Linked DNA regions of Mus musculus: region 1 is linked to region 2. A link is a contact called in public Hi-C data. All regions are on one chromosome and are shown on one strand. Each heading gives the region's core, a stretch centred on a gene start, on an enhancer-like site or on the middle of the called end of the contact. The rest is flanking DNA. Distances are from core to core; before and after follow the strand shown. Region 1 has its middle 27 kb from the start of Gm30896. Region 2 overlaps Kcp (kielin/chordin-like protein).

Region 1 (6,681 bases), core at 3,146-5,645, 170 kb after region 2:
TATGCCAGGCCCTGGCAAACACGGAAGTGGATGCTCACAGTCAGCTATTGGATGGATCACAAGGCCCCCAATGGAGGAGCTAAAGAAAGTACCCAAGGAGATAAAGGGGTCTGCAACCCTATAGGTGGAACAACAATATGAACTACCCAGTACCCCCGGAGCTCATGTCTCTAGCTGCATATGTAGCAGAAGATGGCCCAGTCGGCCATCAGTGGAAAGAGAGGCCCATTGGTCTTGCAAACTTTATATGCCCCAGTACAGGGGAACGCCAGGGCCAAGAAGTGGCAGTGAGTGGGTAGGGGAATGGGTTGGGAGGATATAGGGGACTTTTGGGATAGCATTTTAAATGTAAATGAAGAAAATACCTAATTAAAAAAATAAATTAAAAAAATTTTAAAAATTAATTAAGATAAAGTGCTTGCATTGTGAATGTGAAGGCTGGAGTTTGGATTGATGCTCAGAACCCACACAAAAGCCTGCCAGCGTGACTGCCGATAATCGCGGGGTCGCAGAGGCTGAGACAGCAAGCAGAACTTGTTCACGCTGACTATCTAGACTAGCTGACTCTGTGAGCCCTGGCCTTATCAAGAGACCCTGCCTCAGAGCTGGAGAGATGGCTCAGTCATTAAGAGCACTAACTGCTCTTCCACAGGACCAGGGTTCAATTCCCAGCATCTACATGACAGCTCACGACCAGCTATAACTTCACTTTCTTCTGGCCTCCCTGGACACTGCATGCATACATTGCACATATATGCACTCAGTCAAACACCTATATGCATAAAATAGAAATAAAAAGTTTAAAAAGAGGTCCTGCCTCAGTAAATAAGATGGAGAACAATTGAGAAACACATCTAACACTCACATAGATATACAATATACACATAAATAAAAATCCAGCTACAAGTTTGTCCTACACACACACACACACACACACACCTTTATTCATCCATCTGTTAATGGGCACCTATGTTTATGAATATCCTGGTTATTGTGAATAGTGCTATAACGCACATGGTATGTGGGTATCTCTTTTGTATACCAACTTCATTTTCTTCATGTAAATGCCCCAAAAGTGGTAGAACAGAGTCATGGGGTAGCTCTAGTTTTGGCTTTTTGAAACACCTCCATATTGTTTTCTACAGTGATTATACTAATATACATTCCTACTAACAGTGAATAAAGGGTTTCTCTTTCTCCACATCCTTGTCAATATTTGAAATTTGTTTCTTTCTTTTATGTGAGACATATCTCTTGTAGACAAAGCTGGTTTTGAACTCCTAATCTCCTGCGCCTTCCTTCTGAATTCTGGGGTTATAGATGTATGTGACCATGCATGGCTATAATTGTTTTTTGATAGAAATTTTAAATTTTGGGGCCAGGTGGTGGTGGTGAGCACCTTTAATCCCAGCACTCAGGAAGCAGAGGCAGGTGGATCTCTGAGTTCAAGGCCAGCCTAGTCTGTGAAGCAAGTTCCAGGACAGCCAGGGCTACGCAGAGAAACCCCACCTCACTCCCCCAAAAAAGAATTTTAATTTTGATAAAGTACAACTTATTAAATGTACTGTTTATTGATAATATTTTAATATACTAAGAAATCTTGTTTAATACCACAAGATTTTTTTCTTTTTTTCTTTTTAAAGATTTATTTATTTTATTTATGTGACTACACTGTAGCTGTCTTCAGACACACCAGAAGAGGGCATCAGACCCCATTACAGATGGTTGTGAGCACCACCATGTAGTTGCTGGGAATTGAACTCAGAACCTCTGGAAGAGCAGTCAGTGCTCTTAACCACTGAACCATCTCTCCAGCCCCAAGATTTTTCTACTAGAAGTTTTATACTTCAAGATTTCACCTATCAGTCTATGATTCATGTCCTAATTTCTATTTATGATATGAAGCATGGGTTGAAGTCCATTTATTTCTCCAAATGGCTTTTTATGTTTCAGCCTTATTCATTGAAAGTATTCATCAGAAACTCTATGTTGAGGCTACAAAGCTTGCTCAGTGGTTAAAAGCACTTGTTGGTTCTTACAGAGAACTCAGGTTCAATTGCCAGTGCCCACACGATGGCTTACCACTGTCCGTAACTCCAGTTCTAAGTGATCTAACACCTCTTCAGACCTGGGTGGTATATGCTTGAGACATATACATACATGCAGGCGATACTCCCACACATAACATAATAAAAAGAAAATGTAAAACTCCTATATGTCCTTTTACATTGCCTTTAGATTAAAGAGAAATTAAGTATAACAAGAGTTTCCATCCTATCTTTGCTTTTATTTTACTTCATGTATACGGGCATTTTGCATTATGTTGTCCACCATGGACATACAGTGTTCACAGAAGCCAGGAGGGGGTCATCTGATTGCCCTGGTACTGGAGATACAGGAAGTTGTCAGCTGCTACATGGGTTCTGGGAACTGAACCTGGGTCCTCTGGAAGTGAAACCAGTATTCTTAACTACAGAGCTATCTCTCCAACCCCTAGTGGTGGAACTTCTGTGGTGATTTGAACATTAGAAATGATAGTTTACAAATGACAGTCCTGACAGCCTGGTCTACAGAGTGAGTTCCAGGACAGCCAGGGATATACAGAGAAACCCTGTTTGGAAAATTAATTAATTAATTAATTAATAAAAATGACAGTCCTGATTCATGTTATAATAATTATAAATAATAATGATTCTTTTTCTTTTAGGCAAATCCTTTTAACCAAATACTTGCAGACTCTGTGAACTATCTATTTAAAACTCTGGTCTAGATTAGCTTTAAGAAATATAGAGAATGGGACTGGAGAGATGGCTCAGCGGTTAAGAGCACTGACTGCTCTCCTGAAGGTCCTAAGTTCAAATCCCAGTAACCACATGGTGGCTCACAACCATCTCTAATGAGATCTGATGCCCTCTTCTGGCATGTCTGGTGTCTGAAGACAGCTGCAGTGTACATAATAATACAATAATAAATAAATCTAAAAAACTTAAAAAAAAAAAAGAAAGAAAGAAAGAAATGTAGAGCAAACAGGTGGTAGTGGTGGCACATGCCTTTAATCCCAGCACTCAGGAGGGAGAGTCAGGCAGATCTCTAAGTTTAAGGGCCAGCCTGGTCTATAGAGTGAGTTCCAGTACAGCCAGGGCTACTAAAATAAACCCTCTCTCAAAAAACAAAAACAAAACCAAAAAAGTAAAGCAAAAACCGTAATGATGTGCTTGCTGGGTAATCTTGGGTAACCCATTCAGCTTTTGAGTTTTGTTTCTTCTTCTACAATTTGATGCTGAACCAAACAAGAACTCAAAATTTCACCTTCGTGGGTTAGTTATGAGGGTATAGTGGAGGAGGGGCCCCTATTTAAATCCCTATGTGGGGTTTCTAGTCGTCCTCTCAGTGGCTCTGGGGTTGGGACCTGGTCTGCATTTCAACAGGTACCCAGGTGATCCTGGTACACTCGGGCGTGACAGGAGAAAGATGGAAGTAAACGGCCTTTTATGTCCGTCCGTCTGGCTGCGATGTGTGACTCCGATGGGGCTGGTGATGAACCTGGCAGGAAGCCTGGAAAAAGGAAGACTCTCTAAACAGTAAGCGAAATGATGGCCTTGGTGTGTAAGTAAATGTGTGTCTACCACACCCCGGCTTTTCCACGTGATGCTGGGCACTGAAGCCAGAGCCTCGCGTGCGCTGCCAACGGAGCTACCACCACAGCCTGATGTTTGGTTTGTTGTTTTGGGACGGCTCTTGCTATGTAGGCTAGACTGGCCTGGAACTTTTGTTCTCCTGCTCCAGCTCTCAGAGCATCTAATAACAGGCAGCAGCTTTTTTGGTTTGGTTTGGTTTTGGTTTTTCGAGACAAGAGTTTCTCTGTTTAGCCCAGGCTGTCCTGGACCTCCCTCTGTAGACCGGGCTGGTCTTGAACTCAGAGATCTGACCTGACTCCGCCTCCTGAGTGCTGGGATTAAAGGCATGGACCACCCCTGGCGTTGAAGAATCTACTGTGTGGCTGAGTGTGTGGAGGGGAGATCACGGTCATCCTCAGCTACTTGACCTCAAGGCTAGACTGGCCTACTTGAAGCCCATGTCTTGACCCTCCCTACTCAAACAAAGCAAGGCACAGAAACCATGCTAAGTCAGTATTCCCCCCTTTGAAGGCCTCCCTGGGCAACATATACCTCTGTGAGGCCGGTGAAACTTGCTACCTCCACTTCTCATTTCAAAACATCAAAGATACAAAAGACCTCCCAGCCCCCCAGCTCCACGGTTTCTTCCTAGCTTTGCTATTAGTAGGAGGAGACAAAGGCGTATCTGGCAAGAAAATTGGCACTAAAGGAAACCAGGCTTCTCAGTTACTTCCATCCCAGCCAACACCCTAAACGCCAACCAAGAGCCATACCGCCCTCTTGTGACTGCGAGAGGTACTACACGTGAAGACAAGCACTAACAGCCTGGATGAAAACAGGCTCTGTGGAGTCTCTCCTTGATCCAAGGTGGATGAAAAAGGATTTCACCGCAGATATTTACCGTCTCGTTCTTCTTTTTAATTATCAATTAATTAATTGTTAATTATTTTGTTAATTATTAATCGAGCATTACCTAATTAGTTCATTTTGACCCTCGGTCTCATGTCCCGAAGACAACCTTGAACTGACTCTCCCCGCCTCCACTCCTCGAGGGCTGGGGTTAGGCATGTGCCGCATTAAGCATGTGCAGCCATACTTGGTTTACCACCCTTTCGAGTTCCCCAATGCCAGTCTTTTTGTATATCTCTGACGTCGGCTTTGCAACATGAAACAACTCCCATCTTATGCGATCCCCTCCTCCCTCCCCTCCCTCTCTTCCTCTTTCAGAATAAGAGGAACTGACAAATAACCTATATAAATACCTTTCTAGTATTTTACATGAGGGTGTATCTGACCATGCCTGTCACAGGTAGCTTCATTTGTCAACATGACACACCTGGTCAGAGAGAACCCAAGTTGAGAAATTATCTACATGGGACAGGCCTATGGTCACATCTATGGGGTATTTATTTGATTACAAATTGCTATAGGAGGGCCAGCCTGTGGTGGATAGTGCCATCCCTGGGCAAGTGTGCCTGGGCTGTAGAAGAAAGGTGTAAGAGGGACTAGAGAGATTGTCCAGTGATTAAGAGTACTTGCTGCTCTTACAGAGGACCTGATTTCAGTTCCCAGCACCCACACAGTGGCTCACATCCATCTGTAGCTCCAATTCCAGGAGATCCAATGGCTTTTTCTGACCTCCAGGGAGCACAGAAGCTGTGTTCTCAGAGGTAGCCACCGTTGTATCTCTTTCTGGCAGCCTAGCTTGGTAGTGTAAGAGTCACGCAGGTGGTACTGGTTTTGAAGGCATGAATGGGGTCATGAAGAGCAGCTGAAGCTTGGCAATGTGAGAGGTCAGAGAAGCCATTGGTGAAGGTACAGCCTCAGTGGGAGTTGAAGGCCCAGGACTGAAGGGGTCATGCAAAGGATTTGAGGCTTGGCACCATGAAGAGAGCCTATGAGAGGTTATTGGTGAGAGTGTAACCCAGTTGCAGCCAGAAACCTCAGCGTTTTGATGCTGTCAGTGCTATCACGGGATGACTGTCAGAAACGGTAGCAGCCATGGAGTGGAGCCAGCTGGAGCCTAGAAGACAAGCTGGGTGTGCTGCACAGGGCAGGGCTGGAGAAGTGACCCAAGCCCCTTAAAGGAGTCCAGAAGATGATAAGTGGATCCCAGGTATTGGACAATTGGAATTTTGTTTTGCTTTGATTTGATTGTGACTGTACCCTGATTTTTCCCTCTTGAAGTAAGAAAGTATTTTTGTGGGGGCCCATAATTGAGAGAGACTTTGAAATTTAAAACATTTGGGGTTTTAAAAGAGATTGGTAATTTAAATGGACTGGAATTCTAATGTGTTTTGAATTTGTAAAGTGGGACTTTTAAAGTTACTTAGAGCGCTTATGTGAGATCTTGGGAATGAATAAGAAAGGGAGGGTTAAGGCTTAATAGAGATATATTTGTGTGTCAAGTTGACAGCCGGTCAGTTGTACTGGCTGGTTTTGTGTGTTACCTTGACACAAGCTAGAGTTATCTGAGACGAAGGAGCCTCAGTTGAGAAAATGCCTCCACGAGATCCAGCTGTAAGACATTTTCTCAATTAGTGATCAATGGGGGAAGGCCTAGCTCACTGTGGGTGGTGCCATCCCTGCTCTGGTGGTCCAGGGTTCTATAAGAAAGCAGGCAGAGGGAGTAGGATCTGTACCTGACTCTGTTGCCCAGCCTCTGGATCCCGGTCTCCTGGCTGGGCTGCCTTTGCTACACACAATAGGAGAAGATGTGCCTCGTCCTCCTGCAACTTGATACGCCAAGGCCGGTTGGCATCCATGGGAGGCCTCCCCATTTTTGAGCCTTTTCTGAGGAGAAGGGTGTATGGGAGGATGGCTGGAGGTGAGGTGAGAGGGAAGGACTGGGGAGAGTGGAGGGGAAGCTGTGGTGGGGATGTAAAGTAAATATATTAAAAGATGGGAGGGGGAGGGGGAGGGAAGGAAGCAGCACCCCTCCATGGACTCTGCCTCCAGGTTCCTGCCTTGCTTGAGTTCCTGTCCTGACTTCCTTCAATGATGAACAGTGCTGTGGAAGTGTGATCCGAATAAACCCTTTCCTCCCCAACTTGCTTTTTTGGTC
Region 2 (7,152 bases), core at 1,193-3,692:
GGGGAAAGCAATGTCACAGAGGTCCCCTAGAGCCCCTCTAGCTGTTACATTATACTTTACAGGCTCCCTGTGCCCTCTCTGTCCAGACTTGAGTCTATTTGGCTGCCCCTCTTTTCTGTACTATGCCTTCCATCAATACAAACTGGTATCACCCCCTTACCACAGAGTGTAGGACCCCTCCAGACAGGAGTCACCCCTGCCTGGCGACAGTGGCTAGCGTAGGCTTCAAGGGCATCACAGAGACAGGTGTCAGAGGAGGAGCCTGGACCACAAGCACACAAGTCGTACACACAGGCAGCAAAGAAGGGTTCCGGGGGCACCACAGCATGGCAATGACTGAACGGTGAAGTCTTCAGGATCCCGCACCGGGCATTGGCCTCACGCCTGGCACGGTAGCCTGCTGCCCGGCACGGGTCCACCTCTCGGCCTGCAGAACACGGCCGGCCAGGCCCCAGCCCCTTGGGGACCTACATGGAGACAGCAATCATGATGTGGAAACATGGCTGGCAAAATTGAGCAGGACCTGTGATGCTCCCATAAACTCTCCACTACACCCCACTAAAGAAAGTAGAGGTTTGGGCTAGCTGGGAAGGTGACTAAAATACATTATATACATATATGAAAATATCAAAATGAAATAAATTATTATGTATAAATAATATATGCTAATTTTTAAGGGCAAGGCATACTGGTACACACCTATGATCCCAGCATTAGAAGCCTGGGGCAGGAGGATCCTGCGCTAGAAATATCTAGATAACATGGCGAGACTTTGTGTCAAAAAAGAAAAGGCAAAGGAATCAAAGCTGTCCCCTCAAGAACAGCACACACTGGGCTGTGGAAACAGCACAGTCGGAAGACTGCTTGTCTACAGCACAAAGCCCTGCCTTTGTTTGATACTCTGTGTGGCATAAAAAAACTGGAAACAGTGGTGCAGTCCTGTAATCTCAGCACTTGGAGACAGGCAGGAGGACCAGCCGTTCAATGCTATTCCTGGCTACATAGGACGATCTGGGTTATGTGAGACCCTGTCTCAAAACAAAACAGAAAGAGGCGAAAGTGCCCATTGAGGTGTGATCCTGGTTCTCGGGAAGCTGGGATAAGAAGGTATCAGGCTGGAGCCCGGTATGGGCTACCCAGCAAGATTCTATATCAAAACCAACATCAATAAGACAGCAAAGAAAAGCACCATCTATATTCATCTTGTCTCCCTTTTACAAATAAATTAAGGCTAAAACAGGTAAATAACTTGTTCAAGGTTCCACAGCCAGCGAGTGACAGAGCACATTCTAGGGATTCAGGTGACACGGTTTCCAGCAGGCCATCTGCCTCTTCAAGGCAAGCTTTTACACCTCCAGCTTCCATGACAATGCAGAAGTCTGTCTTGGGTCCCCTAGCAGGGGCTTGTACCCAGTTCCTTTAGCCTGTTGCAACTTCTTGCTCCCAAGCTACTCACCTTCCAGCTGTTCCCAAACGAAGCCTCTGTGGGCAGGAGCCTCCCATCCGGACCCTGCAGATCATCCTGGGCAAAGCCATTGAAGTTCCCACAGAGACCACAAGTCTGGCCCCGGTAGGAGCTGGGAACTCTCACCTCCACCTGGGATTGCCCGTCCCACAGCACCTGTGCAAAGAGGCTTGGGACTAGGGAGGGGGAAGGACGGAGACCCCAAGGAGTTCACGAGCTAATTTGATAGTCTCCCTGCTGTGGGATGGACAGGTGCACTGTGGGATGGAAGGGCCACTTCCCTAGCCTGTGTACCTTGTTATACAGCCTGACCAAATGCTCGTGGGAGAGCTGCCCACTGCATCTTTCAACTGGACTCCAGGTGGAACAAAACCCTCTTCCTGAGAATCACTGCCCTGGGGCCTTAAGGAAGGTACAACGCCATCAGAGTTTGGATCAAGTGCACACAGCTTGGGGTTGTAAGTTATGGCTCGGGCTGCGAGCAAGAGATCATCATTTTCCCACATGGGAGGTGGGAGAGTCCTCAGAACACCTTGACTGCCTCCTGATCCCCACCGACTTTATACTTTCTCACCCCTGCCTTCTCCTCCTCCTACCAGGCAGACGCGTTGGAAGTTACAGAAGCGTTAGAAGTGCTGAGGTGCCAGGACCACCCTGTTTTGCCCTCTGTCTATACCTGAAGCCCAGGCTGGGCATGCAGGATCACAGTGTGACCACGAAGCTCAATGTACAGCAGTGGCTCCCGGAGGAAGGGCAAGGTCACTGTGTGCTGGTCCACCTGGAAAAGGGGGAGGGGGAGGGGAAGGAAGGGGCCATGTCGGATCAGACAGGTGAACTGTGTAGCACTGACCTTCCCTGGGTCCTTAGCTCACCATGACTGTCCTGCCCTGCAGCAGCCTCACAGCCACGGTTCCCAACAGCACTGCTACCTCTTGGGTCCAGGCCACACCCCTCCGGCCCCGGTCATCATTAGTCACGTGCACACTAAGAGGAGGAAGGGCCCGGGTGCCAGAGGTCAGAGGTGCCAGGTTAAGGTGTCACGGAGTAGAGAAAGGGGTTCGTACCTGAAGTCCTCGCCGTGGCAGTCCTTGGCCAGCACGTAGCTGCAGCTGCCTTGGAAGTGCAACAGGCGGCCATCGAAGGTGCGGTAATGGGGGTCTCCGAAGGCCATGCAGGAAGCCGGCCGGGGCAAACAGCGGAGACAGCAGCTGCCGGGACTCAGGGCAGGGACCTCATCCTGGCCCCCGACCCAAACAGATTCAGTCACAGGACACTTCCCCTGTCAAGTCTCAGCCCTCTGGTGGTCTCACTGATCCCTTGAACCCAGGTTCACCCCCTGGTGGTCACTCCAGGAACAGCACCAGCCCTGGCTCCGCTAGTAGTTCATGGATGGCAACAGAAACCCAAAGCCCCTCTCATCGCTCTGGGGAGGCAGTGCCCTTGTGCCCTAGTCCTACCACCTTGAACCAAGGCACTCACCCGGCTACATGCGAGCTTCCTGCAGCGCTGGGTCTGGCAGTGCACAGTACCAGCCACACAGGAGCAGCTGGTGCAGGCATCCACTGCCCACTGTTCTCCAGAGGCCACCCAGCGACCCTGATGCATGCATGACTGGGTAGGGTCTGAGGAGAAACGAGACAGGTTCAGTACCCTGCCCAAACACAGCAGTGTTTCTGGACAGACATCCATTTCTCCTTCTTAGACTGTGTGGTGGAGGATATCAGCTGGAGAGTGATGGCTGGAGAGTCGGCAGGACCCCAGCAACACTTGAATAACCTGCACCTGCCACTCGTGATCTGAGGAACGTCGGGCAAAGGGAGGTGGGTCTAGCATCCACCAGCAAATATGGCCCATGTGGGTGGCAGAGGCATTGTTCTGCTGGACAAGGAGTTGAGGCCAGGCTCCATTTCCACCTGCACTGTTGGGTGTTCTTGTAGGGCCAACAGAGAGGACTTAGCTATGTTACTCTTCCTCCATCAACACATCCCTCCCCTTGGCACTGCTTGAGGACCATGCCAGCTTTAAGCACCTTTAGCCATAAGGACAGGAGAGCTCTTGGCTCTTCTCAAGGTACACTCCACATGGTCCTAAAGACAGATGTCATTGTAGAGGGATTTCCCACAGGAGCCAGGCTGTGGTGATTTGAGTGAAAATGCACCCCCCCATAGAATGACAGGGAGTGGCATTATTAGAGGTGTGGCCTTGCTGGAGGAAGTGCGCCATGGGGGGTGGGGGTGGGGTTAAGGTTTTACAAGCAAGACCCAGTGTGACTCTCTCTTCCAGCTGCCTGTAGATTCAGATGTAGAACTCTCAGCCTCTTCTCCAGCCCTGTGACTGCCTGCAGGCCACCATGCTTCCTGCCACGATGATAATGGCCTAAACCTCTGAACCTGTAAGCCAGCCCCAATTATTTTCCTTTATAACAGTTGCCACAGTCATGAGAGCTCTTCACAGCAAAAGAAACCCTAACTAAGACCCAGGCCATGACCTGCAATCTCTGTGGCCTTCTGAGTAGGGCCTTAGGCAGTGCCTCTTTCACAGTTCCTCTGCCCCAGAAGAACACCCAACAGCGCAGGTGGGCATGAAGCCCGGGCCTCAACTCCTTGCCAGGACAATGCAGCTGCTACTCACATGGCCCCTATTTGCTGGTGGATGTTAGACCTGCCTCCCTTTACCTACCCACTTGTCCCCAGGTTACATGGTAGGTGCAGGCAATGCAAGTGTTGCTTTGGGCTCTCCACACCCAACTCTCCTGCCAAGAGCCTCCACCCTGCAGTCTGCAGAGAAGTGGATGCCTTTCCCGAAGCACTCCCCCATCTTGGAACTCACTGTCTCATTCCATCAGTGCCCAAGGGTGCTAATTTCTTTAGCAAGCATCCAGAAAGCCTGGTAAGTCTGGTGGGTATTAGACCTTGTACTCAAGCTAGTTTCTTACGGAGTCCTAGAGACCCAGAATGCCAGTCCCTGGAACCCTCAACTAAGCCAACTCCCACACCTGTGAAGTGCAAAGTCTGGAGTCCTCACGGCCCCTGGAAAACCCTCAGCCTTGAGAATGTGGGGTTCTGTCCCTGTTCCTTCTGCCTCATGGGTTGATTTTCCACCCATGTGAATAGCTCCTCTGTTTCCACAAAAGCATGGAAGGAACACTCTAACTGCAGAGCTCAGGGCACCCACAAGTGCCCTCCCTTCCCTCCTACATCCCTGAATTCTCTCTGATGGGGAGATCAAGTCTGGACACTCACCTTTACACACGGGGCAGCAGCTGCCAGGGGTTGTGTGACGCTCCCACAGGGGACAGCTGAGCTCAGGACAGGCCCGGTGAGTACAGAGCCACGTCAGATCCTATTGTGAGCACGTAAACACAACATGGAGAAAACAGCAGATCTTGTGGGGTTGTGGGGACAGAGTTGGGAGCAGGGTGTAGGCAGGAGATGACACTCGGGACAAATGTCAGAGTGAGCAGGAGCTCAGGAGCTGCTGAGAGGAAGGGGCTCAGCCTCAGCTCACAGAGCAGAGCGGGTGGACAGCTCTGAGGGTCCCCACAGCAAGAGGACTCACCTGACACTGACAGGTGTAGCAGGGGTCTGGTGGCACCAGCTCAGACCCCACCAGGTCCTCTGTGCAGTTACTCAGTGCCTCTGAGAAAGTGAGAACCCAGGGTGTGGTGAGCGGGTCAGGGGATAGGAACCGTAGTCCCAGCTCTGTCCTCAAGAATTCTCTGTCTCAGACAGACAGACACCCCCAAAAGTTTGGAGCTTTTTTTTTTTTTTGAAAGTTAATTCAATGTGAATGATCCATGAATTTGCATGTCATCCTTGCATGGGGGCCATGATAATCCTCACAGCATCTTTAGCCTCTTGGGAGAACTTGGCTATGCTGCTAAGGGAGGAGGGGCTGAGTATGGAGTATGCCAGGCTGCCTGTTCTTGTCACTACCCTTCATATAATCTCCCAAAGGCAGAAGCAATGAGGCAGCCCAGGATCCAATCGTGCTCCCACCAACCGATGGACAAATGAATCTCAGTCTCATCGTTCTCATGTGTAACAAGGAACAAAACCACGTCACCTGCCTGGGTCACCATGAAAATGATGCAGCTTATTAGACCCACCAAGTAGTGTGTGGTATGCAGTAGGTACTTAATAAAGGAGGCTGCTTCTCACCCCTTGTGGTTCATCCTAGCAAGTGCTACAAGGATAGATCTTCCCGATGGAAGGCCGTGATTATGAATGTATTGAATACTCCTGAAACTGTATGCTACCGCAGAGTTGGATGTCTTTACAGTAAGAAGTGTAAGAGTGCAGAGGGGCAGGCAATCCCCAGCAGAGAGCCCTGCCTGTATGTAGGAAGTCGTGAGTGTGCAGGCAAAGCTGAACCCTCACGTCTAGGATGCTGTATTTCACTGACTTCAGTGATAACACCTGGCTTCTGCAACAGAGCTGGATGGCCGGGTTGAGGAAACTCCAAGTCTTAAATCTAGGTAACGGCTGCACTATTTTGCAGTATTTATAATAAAAATACAACTCTCTTTATTCCCACAAGGTTTCTCTATGTAGTCCAGGCTGGCCTCAAACTCAGAGATCCACCTGCTTCTGCCTCCTGAGTGCTGGGATTAAAGGCATTCGCCACCCCAGCCCACCCTACATCTTTATAAATTCTTATTTGAAGAAAAGAAACAGAATGGCTCTCTCTATCCCCTCAATGTCCCTTTGCCTCAGCTCCCAAAGAGCAAGAAGATAATCGCTACCCTGCAGTGCCACTTACCAACCAGGATGTTCCACAACCCACACCAGCTGCAAAGGCTCCCCTGCAAACACCCCCCCTCCCCAGCTTGCTTCCCCCCACCCCCAGCTTGCTCACCCCACCCCCAGCTTGCTTCCCCCCACCCCCAGCTTGCTCACCCTCCCCTCCCCCCAGCTTGCCAAGCTGCTCTCCCTTTGGAGTAAAACAAGCTTTGCCAACTTAAGCAAGAGCTTCCCGAACTGCCTGCTTGAGTCAGGAGAGACTGTGGGAGGAGAGCTAGGGAACTCTACTGGCATTTCTCCGGAGGGGCAGCCCTGCCCTCCTAGATTCTCCCAAAGCCTAGGACTCACTCACGGGCACAGGTGGGACAGCAGTGCTGGGGGCCAGGAGGAAGAAGCTGGCTTGGTGGGCAGCCCACCAGGCTGGGGCACTGCCGCCGACTACAGTGAAGGCTGGGAGGCCCCTCACGCTTCTGCTGCAACAAGAATGGACAGAGCTGAGTCCAAGGCTGTGGAACGCGAGCTGCTCCCGGGCACCAGGATACCTGTCTGCTACACCCATGTCTTTGGGAGCTGTGGGCATGTCAGCTTGCTCCTAATCCAGAGATGACAATCTTTACTTTTTCAAGTTCAACTGTCATGTGACCTTTAACCCTTGTGTACTCTACATCCCATCCTTCCACTTCACCGCCTAACTTATAACACCATTCACCATTATTCTTTTTTTTTTTTTCCAAGAAAGGGTTTCTCTGGCTGTCCTGGAACTCACTTTGTAGACCAGGCCTGCCTCGAACTCAGAAATCTGCCTGCCTCTGCCTCCCAAGTGCTGGAATTAAAGGCGTGCGCCACCACGCCCGGCCACCATTATTCTTGATCTTGATGATAGGTCTCATGTAGCCCAGGCTGACCTCAAACTTAATGTGTAGCCAAAGCTGGCCTTGATGATTT

Evidence for each region. Hi-C and Micro-C count contacts between places; a contact is called where the count stands out from the background.
Region 1: a contact with region 2 is called in a Hi-C map of bone marrow-derived macrophages, with 30 read pairs. The contact joins two enhancer-like sites. A contact is called at or near these places in 3 of 39 promoter capture datasets (HPC-7-derived erythroid cells, embryonic stem cells and neutrophils), 3 of 15 datasets of contacts at CTCF or cohesin (the NIH/3T3 cell line, large pre-B cells and pro-B cells), 6 of 484 Hi-C or Micro-C datasets (B cells, the C10 cell line, bone marrow-derived macrophages and 3 more), 3 of 115 datasets of contacts at active chromatin or transcription factors (embryonic stem cells and stem cell-derived neural progenitor cells) and 3 of 9 other capture datasets (adipose tissue, liver and pancreatic islet).

Annotation. Positions count from the first base shown.
Region 1 is chr6:29,645,601-29,652,281 of GRCm38.p6, forward strand. No RefSeq gene overlaps it. Among named protein-coding and RNA genes, the nearest start is that of Gm30896, 27 kb to the right of the region's middle. Within about 2 kb of position 4,396, at least 19 of the 459 cell types and tissues checked have an H3K27ac peak or open chromatin away from gene starts, as enhancers often do. A contact at or near this core is called in bone marrow-derived macrophages and liver, where this site is marked.
Region 2 is chr6:29,482,474-29,489,625 of GRCm38.p6, forward strand. It overlaps Kcp (kielin/chordin-like protein), which reads right to left. Exons shown (of 38, transcript NM_001029985.4): 29 at 6,560-6,680; 30 at 5,024-5,103; 31 at 4,708-4,807; 32 at 2,945-3,087; 33 at 2,530-2,702; 34 at 2,338-2,449; 35 at 2,142-2,243; 36 at 1,457-1,621; 37 at 161-467. Among named protein-coding and RNA genes, the nearest start is that of Atp6v1fnb, 15 kb to the left of the region's middle. Within about 2 kb of position 2,443, at least 57 of the 459 cell types and tissues checked have an H3K27ac peak or open chromatin away from gene starts, as enhancers often do. A contact at or near this core is called in bone marrow-derived macrophages and liver, where this site is marked.